Regions from separate parts of the Ovis aries genome. Here all the other regions are linked to region 1. The links are chromatin contacts, called in public Hi-C maps. All regions are on one chromosome and are shown on one strand. The core of a region is the stretch at or near the end of the contact, and the rest is flanking DNA. Distances in the headings are between cores, read along the strand shown. Region 1 holds the start of NDUFB2 (NADH:ubiquinone oxidoreductase subunit B2). Region 2 holds the start of BRAF (B-Raf proto-oncogene, serine/threonine kinase). Region 3 holds the start of MRPS33 (mitochondrial ribosomal protein S33).

Region 1 (4,856 bases), core at 1,066-3,565:
TAGTACCCTTTTTATTCTCTTCTACTCTAAAAGATTATTACTAGTTTCTATTTACAGAGTGTCTTATCACCTGTCAGACACCACACCAAGCACTTTATATATTATCATTTAATTTTCAAAACAACCTGAAGAGATAGATCTATGGTTATCAATGTTTACAAATGAGGACACTGGAGTATTATTGTTTGGTGACAAAGCCCAAGCTCTTAGATACTGCCCACAAACGACATTAATTCCCTATTTATGTAAATGTCTATCCAACACTTTTATTTGAAAGAGTCTATATAAAATATCAATAGCAATTAGCTCTGGGTGGTGTAAGAAGTGTGTTCTTTCTACATGCATGTGTGTATTCATGTAAGTATGTAAGGCAAACTAGACAGGCCTGAACATCCCTCCAAACAGAAACTACGAAAGCAGATTAATTTTTTTTAAACTTTTAATAAATCATTAAAATCTTGTTATGGAAGTACCAAGACCGCAGCGAAGAGGAACACCCCCTCGTCTTCCCATGCAGGCTCAAAGGCTATTGTTAGTGGCTCTCGATCTCTGTCCTCAGGTCACACATGCCTTTTCCTTCTCTCCATCCTACATCTGTCCCAGTTCCATCTTCATAACAGACACGTGGCTTTAAGCAAGTCAATCGTTTCATTTAGCTGGGTCTCAGTTCCCTAATAACAACAGCTATTTATACAGTACTTGTATGGTCTTTACTGAGCACCAGCAACTCTGGTAACAACACTTCAGAGATTTGTTACTCGTTTACTTCCCTGGGAGTCAACATTATTACCCCAATTAAACCTGTGAGAAAACTCAATTCTTAAGAGATCATGAAACTTTCCCAAGATCATAGCAAGAGCGTGGCAGAGGTGAGATCTGAACAGACAGTCTGGGGGCAGAATCCTGCTTTTAACCACTATTTTGCAGTGCCTCTTGGTAAAGTGTGGACTGTGGTCAGAGAGGCCTGGAACATCACCTGGAAAAATCCAGTGTACTGTTTTCAGTCCCGCTCTTAATCTCTCTGCACTCCCAGCTTGCTTTTGGTAGACCTGCCCTCCCTTGGCATCAGCACTGGGCTCTCCAGTGGGCTTCTCCCGCTACATCATGGGTGACTCTGCTTTTGCTCACTCTCTTAAATTCTGGTGTTGCAAAGGTAAACTCTAAAGGATACTAAGGGCTTTGGGTGACAATAATCTGTCAACATAGGCTCATCAACTGTAACAAACGTACCCTCCGGTGGGGGGATGCTGATAATGAAGCAAGCTATGCATGTGTGGCTTGGGGGGGTTTATGGGAAATCTCTGTACCTTCCTCTCAATTTTTTTTTTGGGGGGGGCGGGGACAACTAACTTCAGACATTGCCCAAGCATCCACTTTTGGCTCTCTTCCCATCCTTTCCCAGTCCACTCTCATGCCTTGGAGCGCTAATTCTCCACTCTCCAACCATAGTAACTTTTTAGAATTAAAAAGTGGCCACGTGATATCTGATTAAAACGACCGATCAGCGCCTCTGTTGGAAATCTCTCAGGCAGGGCTCTCTGTTTTAGTCGGTCAGTCGTGTCCGACTCTCTGTGACCCCCATGGAGAGTAGCCCGCCAGGCTTCTCTGTTCAGAGGATTCTCCAGGCAAGAATACTAGAGTGGGTTGCCATTCCCTTCTCCGGGGAAATCTTGATCCAGGGATCGAACTCGGGTCTCCTGCACTGCGGGCAGATCCTTTACTGTCTGAGCCACCAGGGAAGCTAGGGCACAGCCACGCATAAGGAGCATCTATCATTCTTTCCCTACGACCCGAGGTCTCCCGCCTCACCTCGCCTCGAGCTTGAAGCTTCAAACTACCCTGTACAGGTGATTTCCTCTGCCTGGCGCCCTCGCCTCCTCAGCTCCTGTCCTTGCTTCCAGATCAGCTCCAACTATCTCCACGTTCAACTGGTCAGCTTCCCGGGGGCAGCCTCCCTCTGGGGCCGGGACCGTCAGATACACACCTCTACCGGCTTCCCCGGCCCCGGCGTCGCGCCGTCAGACTACAAGTCCCAGCACGCCTCAGGGGTGGAGGCCGCCGCAGACCAGGACCGGCCCCTGCTGCTCGGCGTCAAGGTGAGGGCGTCCCGAAGGCTAGTGCCTTCCGCTAAAGCGGGCGAAGCCCCAACCCTAGGCAATACTCACCGACGGACGCCACCGGCTCCAACCGCCCGCGCGCAGCGGCCTCTGAAGAGGTGGCCTCCAACGTGAGCGAAAGGCGCCAGTCGCTTCAGAGCCGACATGCCAGCCATCGTTAGTCCGGCCGTTACCCAGGCCGCTCCGCCGCTACACGTCACTTCCGCTGGCACCCGCCCGGTGACGTCACAGCGTCGGCTCGCCCCCGTCCTGTGACGTAGGGAGGGCGGGGCAGCAGTAGTTACCGCCCCGAAGGAGCGTAGCAGTCACTTCGCTGAGGTGAGGGCGTCCGTGGCCGCCGCCTGAGCGCTCGGCTCGCTTGGAGCCACCAGACCGGGTCTCGCTTTGTGGGCCTGGTGGCGCCCTGACGAAAGGTCAGGGGTGTAGACGGCCCTGGTGGAGCCGGCGGATGGGCGTGCCGCACCTCGGCGCTCGGCTCCTGGAGCCCCTCTTTGTTACTGGACACTGAGGAACTTAACGCTGACATAGCTCGCTCTTTGCTACGGGTGCTGATCTAGGCGCTGTTAACCCACCCGGACCCGCCCCCCTGCCTGCTCCTCCCGAATTAACTACCCTTCCAGACCCTCCTAGGCTGCCAGATCCAAGCTAGTCCATTGTATTCCTCCCCTGAAAAGGCTCCACGATTTCTTTAAAGCCTTCATCGTTATATGGCTGTTCTGCAAACCTGAGCTTGATAACCAACCCGCAGCCCGTGGTTCTCAAATGTCAGCAGCTGGACTGGAGGTATCAGAATCCCGAGGAGTCCGACCCCAGCTATTATGGCTGGATAGGGCCAAGGAATCTGCATTTTAGCAAGCCCCCAATATACGCGGCGCTCCCGATCCCTGGATCCTGAGCCAGCCCTGGATTCTTGGCGTTTGTCTCTTAATATTGCCTTATATTAAGTCCTGGATGAACTCCAAATTTCCCAAACTTTGGGGAGCTGAAGAACCCCTTTCTCCAGCCTTGAAAACCCCAGCTCCCAAATTCTTAGTGTCCCAACTTATGGGTTATAGTTTTCCTAAGAATTCTCGATTTTTATAAACTTAACCTGCCAGCCTCACACCTTGGAGATTTCGATTTGAAATGGATCACCTGCCAAGCACTGAAGACTTCACACTGAGTGATAAGCATGAAAAATTGAAAATTTATGGAGAGAAAAAAAAAAAGAAAAGAAAATTTATGGAGAGAAACACGGACCTGAATTTAGGGATTTGAGTGTATTGAATATAACTGACACTCCTGTGGCAAGATATGGGCCTCCATGTGCCCAGTAGCTAGGAACCTCTCTCCCTGGAGAAAGGCTTCCTCTGGAAGACAGTGAAGGACAGGGAAGCCTGGAGTGCTGCAGTCCAAGAGGTCGCAAAGAGTTGGACACGACGTAGCAAACAAACAACACACCTTTCTGGAGAACTTACTGATTGACCCTCTGGCCCTGTAGAACTCATGCCCTTCCCCAAATCCACCTGCTATCCCTCCCCACCCCTGCCTTCTCCTGTCCTAACTTCTAAGTATATAAACTGTAGGAAAGAATGTACTATTTTCTGGATGCAAGTTGACTTTCCAGCTGATATGCAATAGTGTGGCTTTCTCTGGGACTACCATTCACTATTTACCCTTCCTAGTACATGCACAAACCATTAAGAGATGTTCATGAATGGGGAGAGCAGGGTCTTCCATCCTTCCAAAGAGAGCTCTCTGCCCATATTATGAGCTGCCTGCCTTGCTCCTAGGAAAGAACAATGCTGTGATTCCTAAGCCACAAAAAACAAACAAACAAAAAGGCAGCTTAAACAAAAACACTCCATGGAACTTGATAGTCTGAAGATCCGGAGTTCAGCCTCAGCTCCACCAATTAGCTCTGTCCATTTGGACAAGTCACTTCTCCAGGTCTCAGTACCCTTCATCAACCATTCAAGAGAGTACCTGGCCCACAGCATGTACTCAGCAATTTTTTATTACTCTGTCAATATTTTCCTGGCTGCAAAAGCTCTTCAGGTAAACTAAAATTCACTTACCGCCCCCCATCTTTGTTGCTCAATTACAAAATAAAAACTTAACTTTAATGCTGGCTTGTATTTAAAACAGTATTGTTCTATAGACCATTTGTGGGGTCCTTAGCTCTAATGTTTTGGATCACTAATTCTGATTTTTTACTATGAAAAGTTTAGGGTCCCAATCAGTACACTATTTTGTGTAACAGCAACGCATGTTTGTGTTGCAGACATGTTCTAAAAATTCCAAGGGCAAATATCCCTGACTGCCTTTTGCAGGTTGCACAATGGCCCTCTTTTTGATTCTCAGAAAAGCACACTGCAGGGGAATGAGGAAGGGGAAAAAAAAAAAAAAAAAAAAAAACCTTGTTCACAAGGCTTCATGTTTATTTAATTTTCTACTTTTGTTCTTTATTTATTTAGGCTGCACGCATGTCTCTTGGAATCTTTCTTTTGCAACCAGGGATTGAACATGGACCATGGCAGTGAAAGCACTGAGTCTTAACCACTGACTGCCAGGGAATTCCCTAATTTTCTACGTTTAAAGGTTGCTTGATCGCCCTTTCCCTCTAAGTCTCCAAAAGAAGAAAGGAACTTATCTTTCCAGCAGTTTTAACACAGAAATGAACCTTGTTCTTTCTACTTTGGAGGGATTAAACTGGGATCTCCCTTCCAAGTGACACCCCACTGCCCCTTTATTTACTTA
Region 2 (4,313 bases), core at 390-2,889, 180 kb before region 1:
CTTTAGACTTGTATAGCTCAGTGACATTATCCTTTACCATCATCCTCTATCATTATCCTCATTTACACTATTTTTGATAAGCCATCTTTTGATTTAAATTTAGTGTCTCCAAGAGACTTCTCTACTTAGAAGAAAAGTACAGAGAATACTAAGCTCATCCAATAGGTGGTATTCTAATTTCCCCCTATTGTCCCCTATTTTTCAATGTAGGAGAATATTAGCATTCTGATTAAACAAGAAGCCTCACACAGAAATCCTTACCTTGGGAGTAATGATCAGCTCCTGGACTCATATTGACTCTATCCATACACAGACATCCTGCTTCAGATGTCAGTAGAACAGTCTTCTATCTCTTGAATCATGGTGAATACAAGAAGGTCACTGGTGACTTCCCCCCCATGGGTAGTCCACTTAGAGCATACCATGACTTGATGCTTGGGTTATTTTGTGATTACCTGAACCCCATCAGGAGTTCACAGTAATTCTCACTGCTTCTTACTCTGATTTTTCCCTTTCTTAAGTTTTTCCCCCAGCATATTTCCCCTACTGGTCACATAAATGTATTTTTTAATTATAAGCCAGATTTAACGAATTCCATTCTGTAATTGGGTCTCTCAAAGGTAATTTACCTCTCCTCTCGTTTTCACGCATATTTTGCATAGAGAATGCCTTGGGCTATTCTGTTTATGAACTGCACAAAAGTATTTAAAATATTTTGAATGATTTCCTTGAAAATTAAATAATTCAAATTTGGATGCTTCCGATGTCTAGAATGCTCCATGCCTTGTGCAGGCCTTAGTGCATGGAAAATGATCTACTTCCATTTGTTAAATGAATGAATCAGGAAAACGAAAAACAGACTAAAACATTTCATTCCTAAACGATGGTAAAGAAAAAAAAAAAAAAGGTTTAGACTTCCATTTAGACCCGCTTTGACAGACCAAATCCTTTAATGAAAAGGATCCAGGCATCATTCTGGTAACCTGGCTTTTCCTAAATATATTTCTATCAAATTCTGCTTGGCTGTTGCAACCTCGGGGTTTCAAGTCTTTATTTTTACGACTCGGGGACTTTCGTTGTAATGATAATGGAAATAACACAGTAGTATGGGCTTTCCGCCTTCCTCCCTCTAGGATTTCAACTTCTCCTCCAATCTCCTCTTCGAGTAAATCCGACAGCACAGAACAGGTTTAGGACTGAGGAGAAGAGAATTAATCGGAGCCATGGAAACGGCCGAGCGGAGGAAACGTGGGAGACGAGGGTGGGCAGGAGGGGTAGGCACCCTCCCCTGACGACGGCGCGAGGGCGCTCCAAGGATCACGTCACGCACCTCAGGTGACGTCACGACCGTGACACGCGGGTGACGCCGTTGCCGCGGCGACTTCCAGTCGTCTCCGCCCCCTGCCCCCGCCCCTCCCCCCCGGCCTACCGTCCTTCCCCCAATCCCCTCAGGCTCAGCTGCGCCGGGGGCCGCAGGCCGGTTCCCGAGGTGGCCCAGGCGCCGTCCCACCGCCGACGCCGCCCGGGCCGCCCGGGCCGTCCCTCCCCGCCGCCCCCCGTCCTCCGCCTCCGCCTCCCCCCGCCCTCCGCCTCCCTTCCCCCTCCCCGCCCAGCAGCGGTCGCTCGGGCCCGGCTCTCGGTTATAAGATGGCGGCGCTGAGCGGCGGCGGCGGCGGCGGCGCGGAGCAGGGCCAGGCTCTGTTCAACGGGGACATGGAGCCCGAGGCCGGCGCCGCGGCCTCTTCGGCTGCGGACCCCGCCATTCCCGAGGAGGTGAGTGCCGGCGCACCTGCGCCCCTCCGGTCTCGGGGCTCGGCTGACTGATGTTTATTTTGGGGGAAAGAGGTGGCGGTGGGGGCTCCGGTTGCCCTCAGCCACCTTCTCCTCGGGGCTCTGCGGGCTGAGAGACTGGCTTTTCCCACCTGGCCCTCCCCGCCAGGCAGGAGCTCGCTACGTAAACACACACAATGGCCCAGGGGGGTTTCCCTGGTCCGCGCTCTGGGCTTGGGGGATTCGGGCAGCCGTGGTGGAGCAGGAGGCTATCAATAGGGGGCGAGACTCGGGGTTGGTCCGAGAAGGTCACGGCTGGCTGAAGGTAGCCAGCCTCGCATCTCCTGGATGTTTTCTTTATTTTTGGTGGTGGACGGGTAGGGGGGGAGCTGGGGCCGGCATCCTGGTGAAATCCGTGGGTTAGTAGCCGGGGCCGGGACCCCAGCCGGAGTTAACGTTGTGTGTAATTATTACATGGTCACGGTGAAGATGGGCGCATCATTCTCTGTTTAACTCTCCCCGACTCTGCCCCTTTTCAGGCCGCTGCCCTCCCTCCGCTTCTCTACTTGTTAGGGCGGAGGGGAGGATTTCTCGTCACCTGTTTTAACCAGCTAATGGTTTTGATCTAGCCTCTACTTTTTCAATCTTCAGTGCCAGTGTTTCCGTTCTTTCTTCCATCCCGACCTCAGACCCCGGTTCCTAATGTTTGCAGTGTCGCCAGCTGGTAACCCCCATCCCAATTCCACCTGCCTCCCCGCTCCTTTGCCAGTGGTCGGACCTGCCTGCTCCTAACCTCAGCTTCTACTTAAGACGATTTTCTGCACCTCTCTTGTCTTAGTCTTGTTGAGGCCCTCTACTTCATTCCCCCGCTCCGTAACATGTTACGGTTACAAATCCTTCTGGACACTTTGGAACTACTTACTTTCTGAATCCTGAAGCTGTCAAGATTCCGTCAGATTTCACTTGCTTTCGTGGCACCTTTTAGTCCATCATCCATTGTGCACCCACACCTCTTTGTTTATTCCTACCTGTGGTTTTTAAATAGGTTTGATTGATTTCTTTCTGTCCTATTTTTTTTCTTTTACTTTTTCTTCTTTAGCCCTTCCATCTCTCAGCCACTGTTTATTTTAGTCTCTTATCACCTTGTCAGATTACTTTCTTTACATTTTGGGTTTTATTATGTAAAATGTATTACATAAAATAATACACTTTATTATGCTTTCCAAATAATGAGATAATGTATGGTATGATAACTGTGCTTTATAATTACTGATTAGATAATGTGATTTAACGCCATTGACTTTGCTCAAAGTTCTTTCCTTCGTACTACAGCACTTACATTTTATTTCCCAGTTCTCATAACGTCTCATTCGTTCTTCTGTCTGTGCAGTTCTTTTTCCTGCTTCATCGTCTTTACTTTGAGATTCATCCCATATGCTTACTCTATTCAGTATCAGTTTGTTCACAATACTGTTTTTCATTCTCTTACACCACTTGCATCTGTGCCTAAGATGCGTTCTGTACTACCATTTGATCTCATCTTAAATTCTCACTTTATATCTATAAATATATATTATAAAAAATAATGGGCATGGGTTATGGATTGTAATTTTCTGATTGTAACATTGTTTTTGTTGAGAACTTTGTTTCCGAATTATATAAATATCTCTATATAGATATATGTGATGTGTATATATATATGTGTGTGTGTGAGTATCCTTTACACCACTTCCCACTTACTTTTCTGTTTGCATTTCTGCTCAGGTCAGTTTCCTCTAATATCTGTTCATTTCCTCTAGTTTCTTGGATTTTAAGGATAGTGGTCATCCCTTCTTCCATTTCCTAGTCATTCTGTTTTCCTTGTCCCCAATTGCCATTCATTCTGCTTTGTTTCCTGGCTTTTGGTACTTAACTTGCTGAGGCTTCCTCTTGTCTTCCCCACACCTCCACATTCCTTCTTATTTATAAACAACTTTGTTCCGTTGACATGGAAATTTATTTTTAGAATACATTGTTTTTAATGGATAAATACTTGGGGTCACATCTGCTGTCTATTTTTTCCATGAATCGGATATGCCTTTGTCTTACTCCTCACAGGTGCCTCTAGGCTTGCTTTACTTTGTAGCACTTGTGTGGTTTTGTTGAATTGCATCCCGAAGAATGGTAAGATTCATGGGGCTTCCCTGGTGGCTCAGATGTTAAAGAATCTGCATGCAATGCAGGAGACCTGGGTTCGATCTTTGGGTCGAGAAGGTCCCCTGGAGAAGGGAGTGGCCACCCACTCCGGTGTTCTTGCCTGGTGAATCCCATGGACAGAACCTGGCAGGCTACAATCCATAAGGTCACAGAGTCAGACCAGCCTGAGCGACTGACACTTTCTTTTTCTATGAAATTGTATTTCTGATTGTAACATTATTTTCATTGAGAACTTTGTTTCAAAATTATTAGAACAGTTTGCAGTGATACAGAGAAATTTTTTGTTAAGTACAGCGTCTGCTATTTTATTTGAAAGGGCCAGATTGTTTGAGCTCTACTCTGAAGAT
Region 3 (4,838 bases), core at 2,168-4,667, 250 kb before region 1:
TCACATCTACAACTAGGTATTGTTTTTGCTTTGGCTCCATCTCTTCATTCTTTCTGGAGTTATTTCTCCACTGATCTCCAGTAGCATATTGGGCACCTAGTGACCTGGGGAATTCCTCTTTTGGTATCCTATCATTTTGCCTTTTCATACTGTTCATGGGGTTCTCAAGGCAAGAATACTGAAGTGGCTTGCCATTCCCTTCTCCAGTCTTCCAACAACACAAGAGAAGACTCTACACATGGACATCACCAGATGGTCAACATCGAAATCAGATTGATTATATTCTATGCAGCCAAAGATGGAGAAGCTCTATACAGTCAACAAAAACAAGACCAGGAGCTGACTGTGGCTCAGATCATGAACTCCTTATTGCCAAATTCAGACTTAAATTGAAGAAAGTAGGGAAAACCGCTAGACCATTCAGGTATGACCTAAATCAAATCCCTTATGATTATACAGTGGAAGTGAGAAATAGATTTAAGGGACCAGATCTGATAGATAGAGTGCCTGATGAACTATGGACTGAGGTTCGTGACATTGTACAGGAGACAGGGATCAAGACCATCCCCAGGGAAAAGAAATGCAAAAAAGCAAAATGGTTGTCGGGGAGGCCTTACAAATAGCTGTGAAAAGAAGAGAGGTGAAAAGCAAAGGAGAAAAGGAAAGATATAAGCATCTGAATGCAGAGTTCCAAAGAACAGCAAGAAGAGATGAGAAAGCCTTCTTCAGCGATCAATGCAAAGAAATAGAGGAAAATAACACAATGGGAAAGACTAGAGATCTCTTCAAGAAAATTAGAGATAACAAGGGAACATTTCATGCAAAGATGGGCTTGAAAAGGACAGAAATGGTATGGACCTAACAGAAGCAGAAGATATTAAGAAGAGGTGACAAGAATACACAGAAGAACTGTACAAAAAAGATCTTCACGACACAGATAATCATGATGATGTGATCACTAATCTAGAGCCAGACATCTTGGAAAGTGAAGTCAAGTGGGCCTTAGAAAGCATCACTACAAACATAGCTAGTGGAGGTGATGGAATTCCAGTTGAGCTGTTTCAAATCCTGAAAGATGATGCTGTGAAAGTGCTGTACTCAATATGCCAGCAAATTTGGAAAACAGCAGTGGCCACAGGACTGGAAAAGGTCAGTTTTCATTCCAATCCCAATGAAAGGCAATGCCAAAGAATGCTCAAACTACTACACAATTGCACTCATCTCACATGCTAGTAAAGTAATGCTCAAAATTCTCCAAGCCAGGCTTCAGCAATACGTGAACCGTGAACTCCCTGATGTTCAAGCTGCTTTTAGAAAAGGCAGAGGAACCAGAGATCAAATTGCCAACATCCGCTGGATCATGGAAAAGGAAGAGAGTTCCAGAAAAACATCCATTTCTGCTTTATGGATTATGCCAAAGCCTTTGACTGTGTGGATCACAATAAACTGTGGAAAATTCAGAAAGAGATGGGAATCCCAGACCACCTGACCTGCCTCTTGAGAAATCTGTATGCAGGTCAGGAAGCAACAGTTAGAACTGGACATGGAACAACACACTGGTTCCAAACAGGAAAAGGAGTACATCAAGGCTGTATATTGTCACCCTGCTTATTTAACTTCTATGCAGAGTACATCATGAGAAATGCTGGACTGGAAGAAACACAAGCTGGAATCAAGATTTCCAGGAGAAATATCAATAACCTCAGATATGCAGATGACACCAACCTTATGGCAGAAAGTGAAGAGGAGCTAAAAAACCTCTTGATGAAAGTGAAAGAGGAGAGTGAAAAAGTTGGCTTAAAGCTCAACATTCAGAAAACGAAGATCATGGCATCCGGTCCCATCACTTCATGGGAATTAGATGGAGAAACAGTGGAAACAGTGTCAGACTTTATTTTTGGGGGCTCCAAAATCACTGCAGATGGTGACTGCAGTCATGAAATTAAAAGACGCTTACTCCTTGGAATAAAAGTTATGACCAATCTAGATAGCATCTTGAAAAGCAGAGACATTACTTTGCCGACTAAGGTCCATCTAGTCAAGGCTATGATTTTTCCTGTGGTCATGTATGGATGTGAGAGTTGAACTGTGAAGAAGGCTGAGTGCCGAAGAATTGATGCTTTTGAACTGTGGTGTTGGAGAAGACTCTTGAGAGTCCCTTGGACTGCAAGGAGATCCAACCAGTCCATTCTCAAGGAGATCAACCATGGGATTTCTTTGGAAGGAATGATGCTAAAGCTGAAACTCCAGTACTTTGGCCACCTCATGCGAAGAGTTGACTCATTGGAAAAGACTCTGATGCTGGGAGGGATTGGGGGCAGGAGGAGAAGGGGATGACAGAGAATGAGATGGCTGGATGGCATCACAGACTCGATGGACGTGAGTCTGAGTGAACTCAGGAAGACGGTGATGGACAGGGAGGCCTGGCGTGCTGCGATTCATGGGGTCGCAAAGAGTCAGACACAACTGAGCAACTGAACTGAACTGAACTGAACTGATAACATGTCAAAACTTAACTTGATAGAAATAAATTCTAAAGCACATATTGATAAGATGTCAAAGCCTAAGTTAATAATACAAAGTTCTGTAGAAGGGAAGAGGGTGTCTAGGTATATAACACGCTGTTGATTTGCATTTTCCCAGGGTACATTTTTAGAATATTTATCACAGGCCTGAATAAGGCTCAAAAAATAAGTAGAGTTTTCAGTTGAACTTTCAAACATTCAACAAATGCTTCAATTCAATGCCTATATAGCTTGCTTGAGAGTAGATCTCTTACGGAGTGAAATACTGCCAAGAGGGTCTAGATAACCACTGAGGAGTCAGAGAGATACCCTGTCTACTCTCTGAAGAAGCTTCCAGGACAGTGGGTGGAAAGAGAGAGTGCTCAAAACAGCGCCCCTAACACAGGAAAGGGGTATCAATCAAGAACAGCCTCCCGGAGGGAGGGGAATGGCACTCCTGGTGAGTCAGATTCCTCAGCCCCTAAAGTCAAGCAATGCGCTTGGAGCACGTCAAGGCCTAAGCTTGATGAAAAGAGAAAGAAAACATACAGAAAGAAAGCGGAAGGAGGAAAAGAAAAAACAAACGCATTTCATTCTCCCCGACAAGGAGCATGTATAAATACTACTTCAGAGGTTGGGAGGTCCACGCTAGAGACACTTCCGACAAAATACAATTAGCGAACCCTACAGGGCAGTCCATGAAAACCAAGCCTCTCGCACCTAAACCTGCGTCCCCGTCAGTCCTCCACGCACCTGGAGGCGCTGTTCTCACTGCGCAGGCGTCAGATACGACGTTAAGAGTTCCGGGTCTTTTCCTAAGACTCCTCTCTAGCCACCACGCTTCCGTTTCTCTACTGCTCTCCGCTGAAGTCTCCGGCGGGCACTTGGGGGCGGGCTGGGGGCTGGCCTTCCGGGAAAAGGGCTCACTGGAGAGAAGGTCACAAGTAGGTAAGGCCGTACGTGACTTTTAGGGGGGGCTCTGTAGTGAGTTGTGGGCGATGGCTTTAGAGACCGAGCGGGGGTCTCCAACCTTGTAGAGTCGCCGAGAATAGGACAAGTCAATTTCATTAACCAGCTTGGAGATTTCACAGGTATCACCCAAACAGCTTGGCCTTCTCCTGCTTAACTTGGTGAATTTACCCAGCGAAGGGCCCTAGCGTAGTTTCCTCTCCGGCCCAACAATTACTCTGATCAGGCAGCATTCAAGTCTCGGTTACTATGCTTATCAGTCGGCCTTAGGTGTGTGGAAGTCGGGGGTAATGCAGATAAGTTGTATCAGCTTAAATATATTAGCGAAAAGCCCAGCTTGACACTGCTGCTTCCATCACAGGAGAGAGGTGTGATCCAGGCAGTTGGAGGGGGTTAGGGATGTTGTCGTTGAAATGAGTAAAGCTTGACCTACATTCAGAGCCGATCATGTCTCTCAGACCCAGTCAAATAATTAGCACCAAGCTTTAAAAATAATAAAGCATTATGTCTAGTTGGCTTTTTGTATGTGTGAAACACGCGTGCACAGTGTGTGACTTCCTTACCCGATGACTTTTGCCTGTCACCCTGGCAAGGCAGTGAGATAGTATAACTGTCCTGTAGTAAATGAGAAAAGGAAGGCAAAGAATACATACTACTACAAACACGATATGACCATTAAAGTAGAAAGGCAAAATTCCAGCCAGCTTTTGTACTCCAAAGCTGGCGCTGTCCACTGACTAGTGGTTTTTGAGAAGCCTGCCTCCGCAGCAGAATTTACACACACACACCTTTTAGCATATGCTTCTAAATACAGCTCCCCGAGATTCACCACACTGAGGGATACCCAGATTAAGAACTCTTGAACATCATCCACACTTTTCAAAGAACACAGGCAAACATAATCCAAAGTCAGTTACTGTACAAACCTGACCTTTTTACTGCATCAGACCTATCAGAAAGATACAGAAACTTGCCCTTATATGCTAAAGTAAAAATATGGACATTTTCTCCCGTCTTGCTCCAGCCAGCACATTTCAGTAATTCGTTTTTACTTAGCATTTTCAGTCCAGGTAATTTTTCTTCATGATACCGTTTTATTTAGTTCACATTTAAAGAAAATCTGATATTTTAAGTGGCCTCATGTGGATAAAAATCTAGTTTACTTGCCTTTTACCTTAATGTCTTTCACACAGTAAACATGTTCTTTTTTGTTTGTTTGTTTTTAAGATAAAGTTGAAAGTTTCCGTAAAGGGACATACGAGGATCCTGAAAAGTCCTAGGTAAGGCTTTCCCAATCTTAAAAAAAAAATCAAAGCTAGTAAAGAGTGGCAGTTTGCCAGTCTCAGGACCAGTATTTAGGGACAG

The links. Hi-C and Micro-C count contacts between places; a contact is called where the count stands out from the background.
Region 2: a contact with region 1 is called in a Hi-C map of hypothalamus, with 4 times the contacts expected there. The contact joins the promoter of BRAF here to the promoter of NDUFB2 in region 1. A contact is called at or near these places in 4 of 16 Hi-C or Micro-C datasets (blood, hypothalamus, liver and 1 more).
Region 3: a Hi-C map of hypothalamus shows a contact between it and region 1, with 5 times the contacts expected there. The contact joins the promoter of MRPS33 here to the promoter of NDUFB2 in region 1. A contact is called at or near these places in 3 of 16 Hi-C or Micro-C datasets (hypothalamus, muscle and tail adipose tissue).

What each region holds. Positions count from the first base shown.
Region 1 is chr4:105,436,002-105,440,857 of ARS-UI_Ramb_v3.0, reverse strand. It overlaps NDUFB2 (NADH:ubiquinone oxidoreductase subunit B2), which reads right to left and starts at 2,315. Exons shown (of 3, transcript XM_004008110.6): 1 at 2,166-2,315. The coding sequence starts at 2,272.
Region 2 is chr4:105,612,163-105,616,475 of ARS-UI_Ramb_v3.0, reverse strand. It overlaps BRAF (B-Raf proto-oncogene, serine/threonine kinase), which reads left to right and starts at 1,639. Exons shown (of 18, transcript XM_060415160.1): 1 at 1,639-1,773. The coding sequence starts at 1,648.
Region 3 is chr4:105,691,029-105,695,866 of ARS-UI_Ramb_v3.0, reverse strand. MRPS33 (mitochondrial ribosomal protein S33) reads left to right here and starts at 3,417. Exons shown (of 4, transcript XM_060415149.1): 1 at 3,417-3,448; 2 at 4,701-4,753.